Linked DNA regions of Ovis aries: region 2 is linked to region 1. A link is a contact called in public Hi-C data. All regions are on one chromosome and are shown on one strand. The core of a region is the stretch at or near the end of the contact, and the rest is flanking DNA. Distances in the headings are between cores, read along the strand shown.

What was found. A called contact is a pair of places that touch in the nucleus more often than the background predicts.
Region 2: a Hi-C map of liver shows a contact between it and region 1, with 4 times the contacts expected there. The contact joins the enhancer-like site here to the promoter of C6H4orf19 in region 1. A contact is called at or near these places in 10 of 16 Hi-C or Micro-C datasets (blood, hypothalamus, liver and 5 more).

The regions. Positions count from the first base shown.
Region 1 is chr6:57,559,751-57,564,717 of ARS-UI_Ramb_v3.0, forward strand. It overlaps C6H4orf19 (chromosome 6 C4orf19 homolog), which reads left to right and starts at 3,346. Exons shown (of 3, transcript XM_060417583.1): 1 at 3,346-3,439. LOC132660006 (a long non-coding RNA gene) reads right to left here and starts at 3,215. Exons shown (of 4, transcript XR_009601145.1): 1 at 2,642-3,215; 2 at 1,426-1,635.
Region 2 is chr6:57,627,157-57,632,056 of ARS-UI_Ramb_v3.0, forward strand. The region is part of intron 1 of C6H4orf19 (chromosome 6 C4orf19 homolog); the gene reads left to right. Among named protein-coding and RNA genes, the nearest start is that of C6H4orf19, 67 kb to the left of the region's middle. Within about 2 kb of position 2,580, at least 4 of the 54 cell types and tissues checked have an H3K27ac peak or open chromatin away from gene starts, as enhancers often do. A contact at or near this core is called in liver, where this site is marked.

The DNA of each region.
Region 1 (4,967 bases), core at 2,096-4,595:
CTGCTGCTGCTGCTGCTGCTGCTGCTGCTGCTAAGTCACTTCAGTCATGTCCAACTCTGTGCAACCCCATAGACGGCAGCCCACCAGGCACCCCCGTCCCTGGGATTCTCCTGGCAAGAACACTGGAGTGGGTTGCCATTTCCTTCTCCAATTCATGAAAGTGAAGTCGCTCAGTCATGTCCAACTCTTCAAGATCCCATGGACTGTAGCCTACCAGGCTCCTCCATCCATGGGATTTTCCAGGCAAGAATACTGGAGTGGGTTGCCATTTCCTTCTCCAAAGCCAATACTATAACCTTTTTAAAAATTTGTCTCTTCTTTCGTTTAGAGCTATGTTGACAAATATTTGACAGGAAAGAATGGAGACAGAGACGTAGAGAACCAACTTGTGGACACAGTGGGGGAAGGAGAGGAAAGGACAAATTGAGAAAGTAGTGCTGACATATATACAGTGGCATTTGTAAAACAGATAACTAGTGGGAAGCTGCTATGTAACACAAGGAACCCAGCCTGGTGCTCTGTGACAACCCAGAAGGGTGGGATGGGAGGGGGGCAGGAAGGCTCAAGAGGGAGGGAATATATGCATAATTATGACTGAACCATCATAACACTGTAAAGCAATTATCCTCCAATAAAAAAAATACATATCCACTCAAATTATTGGGTTGGCCAAAAAGTTTGTTTAGGTTCTGCAAGCTGTTACAGGAAACCCAAATGAATTTTTTGACCAACCCAATAGCTTTCTTAGCTTCCATGACTTATCATCAGAGAACAATTTATATGCCAATGAAAACATAAGCACACCTTAAAAACTAAGTGATTCATGGTGTTTCATTCCCATATGCATGAAGAAACCATAGGTTTTTCTTCTGTATGTTTTTATGAGGGGCCCCTCTGAGCTCTATTTGGCATTCCTTGTGATCTGCATTAACTACAGATTACACATAGTACGGACACATCAGAGGGTTTGGGTTAGTGTATCAACATGACAAGCTGGTATCAACATGATAAACTGGTAACTTGAGGTTAACACCACTACGTGTGGTTTATAGTATCCCCCCAGCCTTTAATAGATGAGGGTAACCTAGCCAGCAGCTTGAGCAGGCTGAGGGCAGTGGTGCCTCATTTGTTAAAACACATATTTTTTCGCCCTCCCTGACCCCATTATTTCTGCGTCCATATGTCTAGGATGGAGCCCAAGAATCTGCAGTTTTACTAAATCCCCCCAGATGATGCCAATTCTGCTAGTCTGGGAAACATACTTTAAAACCCAAGATAAACACCCAAGTCTTTTTGGTCAAAATAACCAACTAAAACTTACCGTTATCCTGTGACCATGTTTAAAGCATGGGTTAGAAATTGGATAAGATGGTTCTTTACGCGGACAAAGGGTTTTATCAGAAAGTAATGTAAAACAGCATGCACCTGTGCTAAGCCTCCTCAGCCGTGTCTGACTCTTATGCGACCCCATGGACTGTAGCTTGCCAGGCTCCTCTGTCCATGGGATTCTCCAGGAGAGAATACTGGAGTGGGTTGCCACTTCCTCGTCCAGGGGAACTTCCCAATCCAAGGGTGGAATCAGTGTCTCCTATGTCTCCTGCCATTGGCATGCACACTCTTCGCCACTAGCGCCACCTGGGAAGCCCAAAACAGCACATAAACTAAGTCACTTCAGTCGTGTCCGACTGTGCGACCCCATAGACGGCAGCCCACCAGGCTCCCCCGCCCCTGGGATTCTCCAGGCAAGAACACTGGAGTGGGTTGCCATTTCCTTCTCTATGAAAATATTCCATAAATGAATTTCAGTAACTCTTAAACATTCCACAAAATTTCCTAAGAACCTGTGAGAGTACAATACCTGGCAATCCTTTCTAAAACAGAAATTCACCTATCTGCTACATTACTGCTGATGATCTGAAATGTACATGATCTCTAAAAAATAACCGTACTGAATAAAACTAAAAGGATCATCCAAGTTCCTACATAATACCAAAGTATTTATCCAGGATTACTGAATAAATCATAGCAATTTGGTATCCTTTTCAGAAAAATAAATCTCAGAACTTACGAGCATGTGGCATTTCACACTGTACCAACTGAGTAACAGTAAATGAAGGTATACCCACTACAACTTCTTCACCAGCTTTTGTGTCCTGAAATATGATGTCTGCCCCTGGCAGCTACCATTCCAGTTCCACAGGGTATTTTCCAGTCAGACAAGCTGTACAATGATCATTCTTTTCAAAACATTCCAGACCATTCTCATTTTCTTGAATCATAATATCTTCCCATCCTAATAATCTATCATTTTAAAACATGCAGCCACTACATAAGTGGAATGATTCAAAAAAAAAAAAAAGGAGTTAAAGTGTGACAAACGTTGTCATGTAAATAGCGCTGGAGTCACTGGAGTGGACAGATTACATCTTTAAACGGTATTCTGCCCTGTTGCTTCTCCAGCATACTGTTTCAAGCTGACGCTCTCTGAATGGACGAATGAAGGGGAAAGAGAGAAAAGGACAAGCTAGGTGGCGCCCTTGCTTAACATATCTCCCTGTTAAGGCCAACACCGACGCACTTTGAAGCACAGGTGAAAAGAATCTCCAACGCTTAAGTACTATTTTAGGGTAAATCAACCCACCTTAAGCGTATGGATGGCTCCAAGCTCAGGCTTGGAGCTTAGGACGGTAGACGGAGTGTGGCAGCCGAGGTTCCAACACCCCAGGAACAGAGAGGGAAGGTGGGGGACGGGGGGAGCATGACTTTTGAACTCCCACTGCGGTCTCCAGGGTGCCGGCGAGGCTATGCAGCTTCCCAGGGAATTCTCATCCTGGTAGCGTCTGCTCTCTACCCCAGAATATTTATCCCTTAAAGGCAGGTGACAGTGCGTATGCCAGGTACGCACTTGCCAGAACGGGGGAGGAAACAAAACAAGTTCACGGGAAGAAGGAGGGTACATCAGTTTGCCAGGGAGTGCACTTATGTATCTCCCCTCTTAGGTCCCGCATCTTAGGAAGCTCCCCTCTCCCCCGCAGCACGACGATAAAGTAGGCACCAAAAAGTTTCCCCGAGCGAGCGGGCGGCTGGCACGCAGCCTGAGTGTCGACGATCAGAAGCCGAGCTCCGAGATTTCCTGCTCGGGTGCGCCCCGCAGGCCAGCCTGGGCTCCGGGGCGGGCGTATGGGGTGTCGGTAGTCGGGCTCGGGGAGCCCTCTGGAGCGGCGCTGGCGGCGCAGGTAAAGGGTTAGCGGGCGCTGGAGGCTCGCCCGCCGGCCAGGCCACGTGACGCACCGGCCCAATGACGGCGCCGGGGCGGCAGCTGCGAGCGCCGCGGGTCCCGGCGGCACTGAGCCGCCGGCGTTTCCCAGCGCGGCCGCCCGAGGCCGGCGAAGCCATGGGCGCCAGGACCCCGCCGCCGCCGCCGCCGCCGCATTCCCAGGTAGGGACCGTCTCCCGCCCCGCGCTCCCTGCCCCGCCTCGAGCAGCACCGGAGCTTGACTTCCGCGGAGCTCGGCTTTGTGGCTTAATTGCCCCCACTTCTCTCGCCGGGGATTTTTACGTCTTTATTTCCTTTTGCCATGGGGGAAAAGTGGGGGGTGGGAGTGGGGCAATTCTCACTTTGATTGCTTTGGAAAAGTCAGGTCATTCAAGAAAAGGCTCTGAAAGAGGCAAAATGCAGAATGGGGTGAGGTGGGGGGACTTTTACTAACTCTCCCAAACTGAACACCAAGACAGCTTACAAAGCTTGGCATCTAATTGGTGTGCAAAGCACTTTTGTGTTTAAATCTCTAATTAATGAACTTTCAAGAGTGCCTGAGAACTTGGATTGGAAAAACTGCAAAAGATTTCCCACAGTTTCTGAGAACCCCCTCCTTCCCCCATTTTTAAGCATCTGGGTGTTTTTTTCTTTTAAGGAAAACGGAAATGGACGGTGACCGCCGCTGTTTCTTTGAAATGTCCTTGAGTCCCAGGATTTTGCTCCTTCAGGGGTGCTGGCGCTCTGGGTGGCGATGAATAGGGGTGGAAGGGAGGAGGGCAGTGCTAGGAAGCAACGCGTGTGAAGGCCGGTCCCAGGTGCAAACGGTTAAATGGTCACGCATGGTTTGCTGAATATTTGATAATTAGGCAAATATCTCCCAGGTCAGTTACTTGGGTCTCAGTGACCTTGGCAGTACAGATGAGGTGAGATTTTCACAAACCACCACTGAACGAATTTTCCAATGATATAAGACAAAAACCTTTTTTTTCCCTCAAGCACTGCAAATAACCTTAAAAACAACAATAACTCCCTTTAGTAATTTAGTACATTTTATTTTCCATTGTGGTATAGATGTTTGCCCAGTGAATTTAGAGGAAGTCAGTGTTCCATGAGGTGGTTCAAATTATTGAAGAATAGGATGCTTCTTTTCTTTCTGTCAATATCAGAGAGAATTACTGATGGCACTTCTCACCATGGCGTGTGAATGTTCCTGGGTGGTTGTAAGCAGGCTATTTAAGAAACGTTTGAGAGCTGAATGAGAAAGAAGTGGAAAGCTGTCGCTTCTTTTAAAGATTCTTTTAAAGATTCTTTAAAAGATTCTTCTTTTAGATTCTGTTATTTGCCAGTTATTCCCCCACTGAATCCTCAAGTTGACACTGTTTTAAGGAGAAATGTTAAAGTCTTCTAAGGCTAAGTGCTCAGGTCTCTGGGACAACCTAACAGTCATGAGGCAGACCACCGAAACAATTACAAGGCTCTGAAGGTCAAGTAGAGTTCTGGGGTAGTTTGTATTTCACTTAAGTGTGAAGAGTTAGTTATAGGAAACTGCCTTGATCACAGCGGTGAAATGGAGCAGACACTGACAGAGGCGGGGTTCTGCTTCTTTTTCTTCTTGGCTCACTCTGTGCCCATCATGATCTTGTTCTTTGATTCAGCAGGTATGCAATAAGCACCTATCTCACGGTATCTGACCCTGGGGTCTGGTCCT
Region 2 (4,900 bases), core at 1,330-3,829, 67 kb after region 1:
CTAAGACCCACTTGACTTCACACTCCAGGATGTCTAGCTCTAGGTGAGTAACCACACCATCATGGTTATTCAGATCATTAAGACCTTTTTTGTATAGTTTTTCTGTATATTTATACCACCTCTTCGTAATCTTTTCTGCTTCTGTTAAGTCCATACCATTTCTGTCCTTTATTGTGCCCATCCTTGCATGAAATGACCCCTGGGTATCTCTAATTTTCTTGAACAGATCTCTACTCTTCCCCATTCTGTTGTTTTCCTCTGTTTCTTTGCACTGTTCACTTAAGACTTTCTTAACTCTCCTTGCTATTCTATCAGAACCCAAATCAAGAGGATCCAGTTCCCTTTTGCAAAACATACTTGATCACAAGCTGCTTCTTATTGTGAAATTCTGTGGACAGAAAAGAACAGAACCTAGTAAGAGATATTAGTAATAATATCTCTCAATAATTGATTATATTAATGTAATAAGAAAGTGATAATATACAAATATTATATAGTTAATGTATAATCAGGAAATGTTAATAATGAAAACAGTAACAGCAGCATTAATAATAGGTACACTGTGCCTGTGTGTGCTAAATCGCTTCAGTCATGTACAGCTCTGTGCAACCCCATGGACTGTAGCCCACCAGGCTCCTCGTCCATGGGATTCTCCAGGCAAGAACATTGGTGTGGGTTGCCATGCCCTCTTCCAGGATTTCTTCTTGTCCCCGGGATTGAACCCGAGTTTCTTATGTCTCCTGAATTGGCAGGTGGCTTCTTTATGACTAGTGCCACCTGGGAACCACGCTCCAATTTATATATCCATTTACTTATCCATAAAATCCTGGCTTCCAACCTCTGTATACAGTTGGTAGGAATGTAATGATTCAACCACTATGGAAACCAGTATGGAAGATCTTCAGAAAACTAAAAATAGACCACCATATGACTCAGCAATTCCATTCCAAGGCATATATCCAAAAAAACTAAAACACTGATACAAAAAGATCCAGGCACCCCAATGTTCATAGCGACACTGTGTATAGAAGCCAAGATATGGAAGCAACCTAAATGTCCATAAACAGATGGATGGATAATGAAGGTGTGATATATGTAATATGATGGATTATGATTCAGCCATAAAAACAAATTAAATTCTGCCATCACAACAACATGGATGGACCTAGAGTATGACATTTAGTGAAAGAAGTCAGACAGAGAAAGACAAATACGGAATGATTTTATGCATATGTAGAGTCTAAAAAATGAAACAAAAGAATACAGCAGAACAGAAACAGACTCACAGACACAGAAAACAAGCCAGTGGTGTTAACAGTGGGGAGAAGGAGCAGAGGAGGGGCCAGACAGTGGCGGGTGATTAGAACTATTACGTACAAAATAGATAAGCAATAAGGGTATATGGTACAGCACAGGGAAATGTAACCAGTATTTTGTGATAACTTTAAATAACTTACAAAACACTGAATCACTGTGCTGTACACCTGAAACTAATATAATATTGTAAATCGACTATCCTTCGGTTAAAATAATAATAGGGGTTTTCCTGGCAGTCCAGTGATTAGGACTCTCTGCATTTACTGCCACGGCCCACGTTCATTCCCTGGTCAGGAAACAAGATCCTTCAAGCCACATGGTGCAGCCAATAATAAACAAACAAACAAATAAAATTCTGGCTTCTTCCTTAAAGGGTTATTGTGGAGTTGAAATGAATACATGAAATTTTTTAAAACAGTACTTGGTGCATATCAAACAATAGAATGTTAATTATTTATAATCATTAATAAGCACTGGCAGGGTGCCAGACATAATAAATGCCGTACATACTTTTATCTCACTGATTTTTGAAACAGTCCTGATAAACAGGAATTGTTACCTTTCCTATTTTGCTGATTAGACAGGTAGAGTTTGCAGAGGCTAAGAAATCTGCGTAGAGGTCACAGAGCTAATAAGTGGTAGAGGCAGTGTTGGAACCCAAACTCAGACCCTAAATTACTCATTTAACCATCGAGCTGAATTGCTGATTCAATGGATTTTCTCAAAAGCTTACAAATTCCATCCTGCCTCACACATACCCCAGCCCTGCCACACACACACACACACATGCACACTCTTACACACTTCCGCAGCCCATTCCAGTGAAGAGCTTCAGCACATACTCCTTCGTCCTCCTGACCTGAGTCCTCACCCTTCCCAGGGAAGCTGCAATTACACTCACTGACTCTATCTCAAGGCTCCAGGGCGTTGATCAGCTATGTGTGTGTGTGTGTGTACGCTCAGTCGCTTTGCCAGTATTCTCTGGCAAAGAAGCCAAGAAGACCTCTTCAAAGAGCTGCAGACCTGAGGGAATGAGATAAGAACTTGGGGCCTGAATGGAGGAAACAGGAAGAGAAGCTTTGTACATTCAGTTAGGATCATGGGTTTAGGTGAGTGTGGACTTGGGACCCAAACAGCCCCGTCAGGATAGGGATGGGGTAGTTCACAAACCACTGAGCAGGACTCCCGCCTGCAGAAGGGTCATATCGGTGCCTGCCTTGTCTGGGTGTTCAGTGCTAACTGTGTGTGAGCCAAGTCAGAGGTCATGAGTTGAGGACACTTCCTTCACTGATTCACCAGCTCGATTGTTCAGTTTGGAAGAGACCTTTGATGTCAAGGACTCACTGGGGAGATAAAGAACCTGAGGGATCAAGAGGTTACACCACTTTCCCACATCTGCACAGTTGATGATGAAGCTGCTGCTGGAAGGTGGATTTCTTATACCCAGCGTGGACTTTGCCTGGTTGAGTTCACAAACACCAACCCCTCCTGACATTATTAGTTTGGGGCACAAAACCCTTCCTGACAATTAGGACTGCCATGACAATTGTTTTTCCCAAAGTTTCATAAAACATAAATTCTATTTGTTATTAATATCTTTTATGAGGGGGGGGTTCTGTGGTCAAATAATTTTGGGAAATACTGAGTTAAACAGGGTGAAATCATTCTTTTTCATAATTGTGAATGTGTTCATCTTTAATCTCTGCTGTTCCCATTCTGAAACCTGTTTGAGGGAACCCTTTGGCAGGAGTTGGGGACAGACATTTGGACACACCTCTGCACAGATGTCCCATCAAGCCCAGTTCTAGGTGATGCTGACTCGTATATGGTAGCACGCTGACTGCTAGGAGTGCATCAGATGGACTGTTTGATGGTGCTGATAATAAAGTCTTATAGTCTTTCTCCAAAATTACTGAAGCTCAACCTCTTTAGGAGAAAAGGAAACACGAAAAAATGTTGTCCCAGAGAGTTTGCAAAGCCTGCTCAGAAAGGAGAATATGGTTCTGCTGAGAAAACAGATTGATTTAGTAGTCAAGAATTATCTTCTTGTCCTTTTTCCACCATAAATTCAATACTGTCTATGAAGCTGGGCAGGCAGTCTTTTAATTTCTTTTATAAGGCACCTTGTGATTTCTTCAAGGCCTGCTAGTTATTTTTATCCATTCCTCTTGAGTCTAAGTGGTCAGTACCCAGAAGTAAGTGACTAAATATTTTTCAGCTTCACCTGCTAGCCAGGTTAAGATGAAATCCTGGACTGTTTTCTAAACATTGGCAACTTAGTTTATCACAACAGAGTTGAAATTTAAGTGTTTGATTTTACTGTGTCTCTTCCAAGCACTTCAACTTCTGTCAACTCAACCCACTTGCCAGCAGCTGCTATGAAAGCCCATTGACTAGAGCCCTCGAAGCAGGACTCCCTTAAGCCTTGGGATTACATAAACTGCAATTCCCAAGCTGGGAGGGGGAACCACGGTCCCTCCTATCTCTCTTAGCTTGTGCCATGCACGTGACTTTTGATTTTGGACCCTGGGTTGAGTTGAGATTTGATTGTGGAAAGCGGCAGACCACCTACTGGAATAATTTCTAAAATCTCATACTCACCATTCATTCACTCACTTTTGTCTCTCACCAGTCATCCCTTTATTTGAATAACAGATGTGACGTGCTCCATGCAGGTAGATGCTGACCTAGGTTAGGCAGGCAGCTGACAAACAACACCAAATCCCCTCTGAGGTCGGCCAGCCCAAAGACTGGAAACATCTTTGCCTTCAGAGTTCCAGTGCCTGGGGCTGGCTATTGAGGAAAGGTCTTCAGCACATACACAGAATGACAGCTAAATCCAGAAAGTTTGATGGGCTTTCGATGAGCTCCTTTCCAAGACCTTTCCCCATGTGCTTCTTTAGAGGGAATAGCTAAATAGCAATGGTTTTCTGTCGGTATTAGGTCCTAGCCCAGGAACAAGCAGAACAGAAACCGACATCAGATTAGCGCTTTTTTTTCCTTTTAACTTTTGATGTTGACGTCATATCAGACAATGAAAAGTTGCAAGGAAAGTACAAAGGACCCTCCGTTACTCAGAGTCCCCAGACGTTAACCTTTACTACATTTGCTTCATTCTTCTCTCTTTCTCTGTGCACACATATACACACATTTTTTTCCTGAATTATTTTAATAAATTACAGATACCACCATGTCCCACTACTGCTAAATACATCACTGTGAAATACTTCCTAAGAAAAAAGGCATGCTCTCATAGAGCCCCAGTACAATGATCACAAGCAGGACATTAACACTGATTTAATGCTGCCACCTATCTACAGGCCTTATTCAGATTTCACCAGTTGTGGCAATAATGACCTGTTACCAAAAGATCGTGCGTTGCATTCATTGTCATGCCTCTTTTGTCTTCTTTAATCTGTAATAGTCCCGTAGCCTGTCTGTGTTTTTTTTCCTAAAGTTATATTTTGAAAAGAGTACAGACCAATTGTTTTGCAAAATACCCCTTAAGTTGTGTTTGACTGATATTGCCTCCTGCTTCAATCCAGATAATACTCTTTGACAGAAAAATCACAGAAGTGATGCC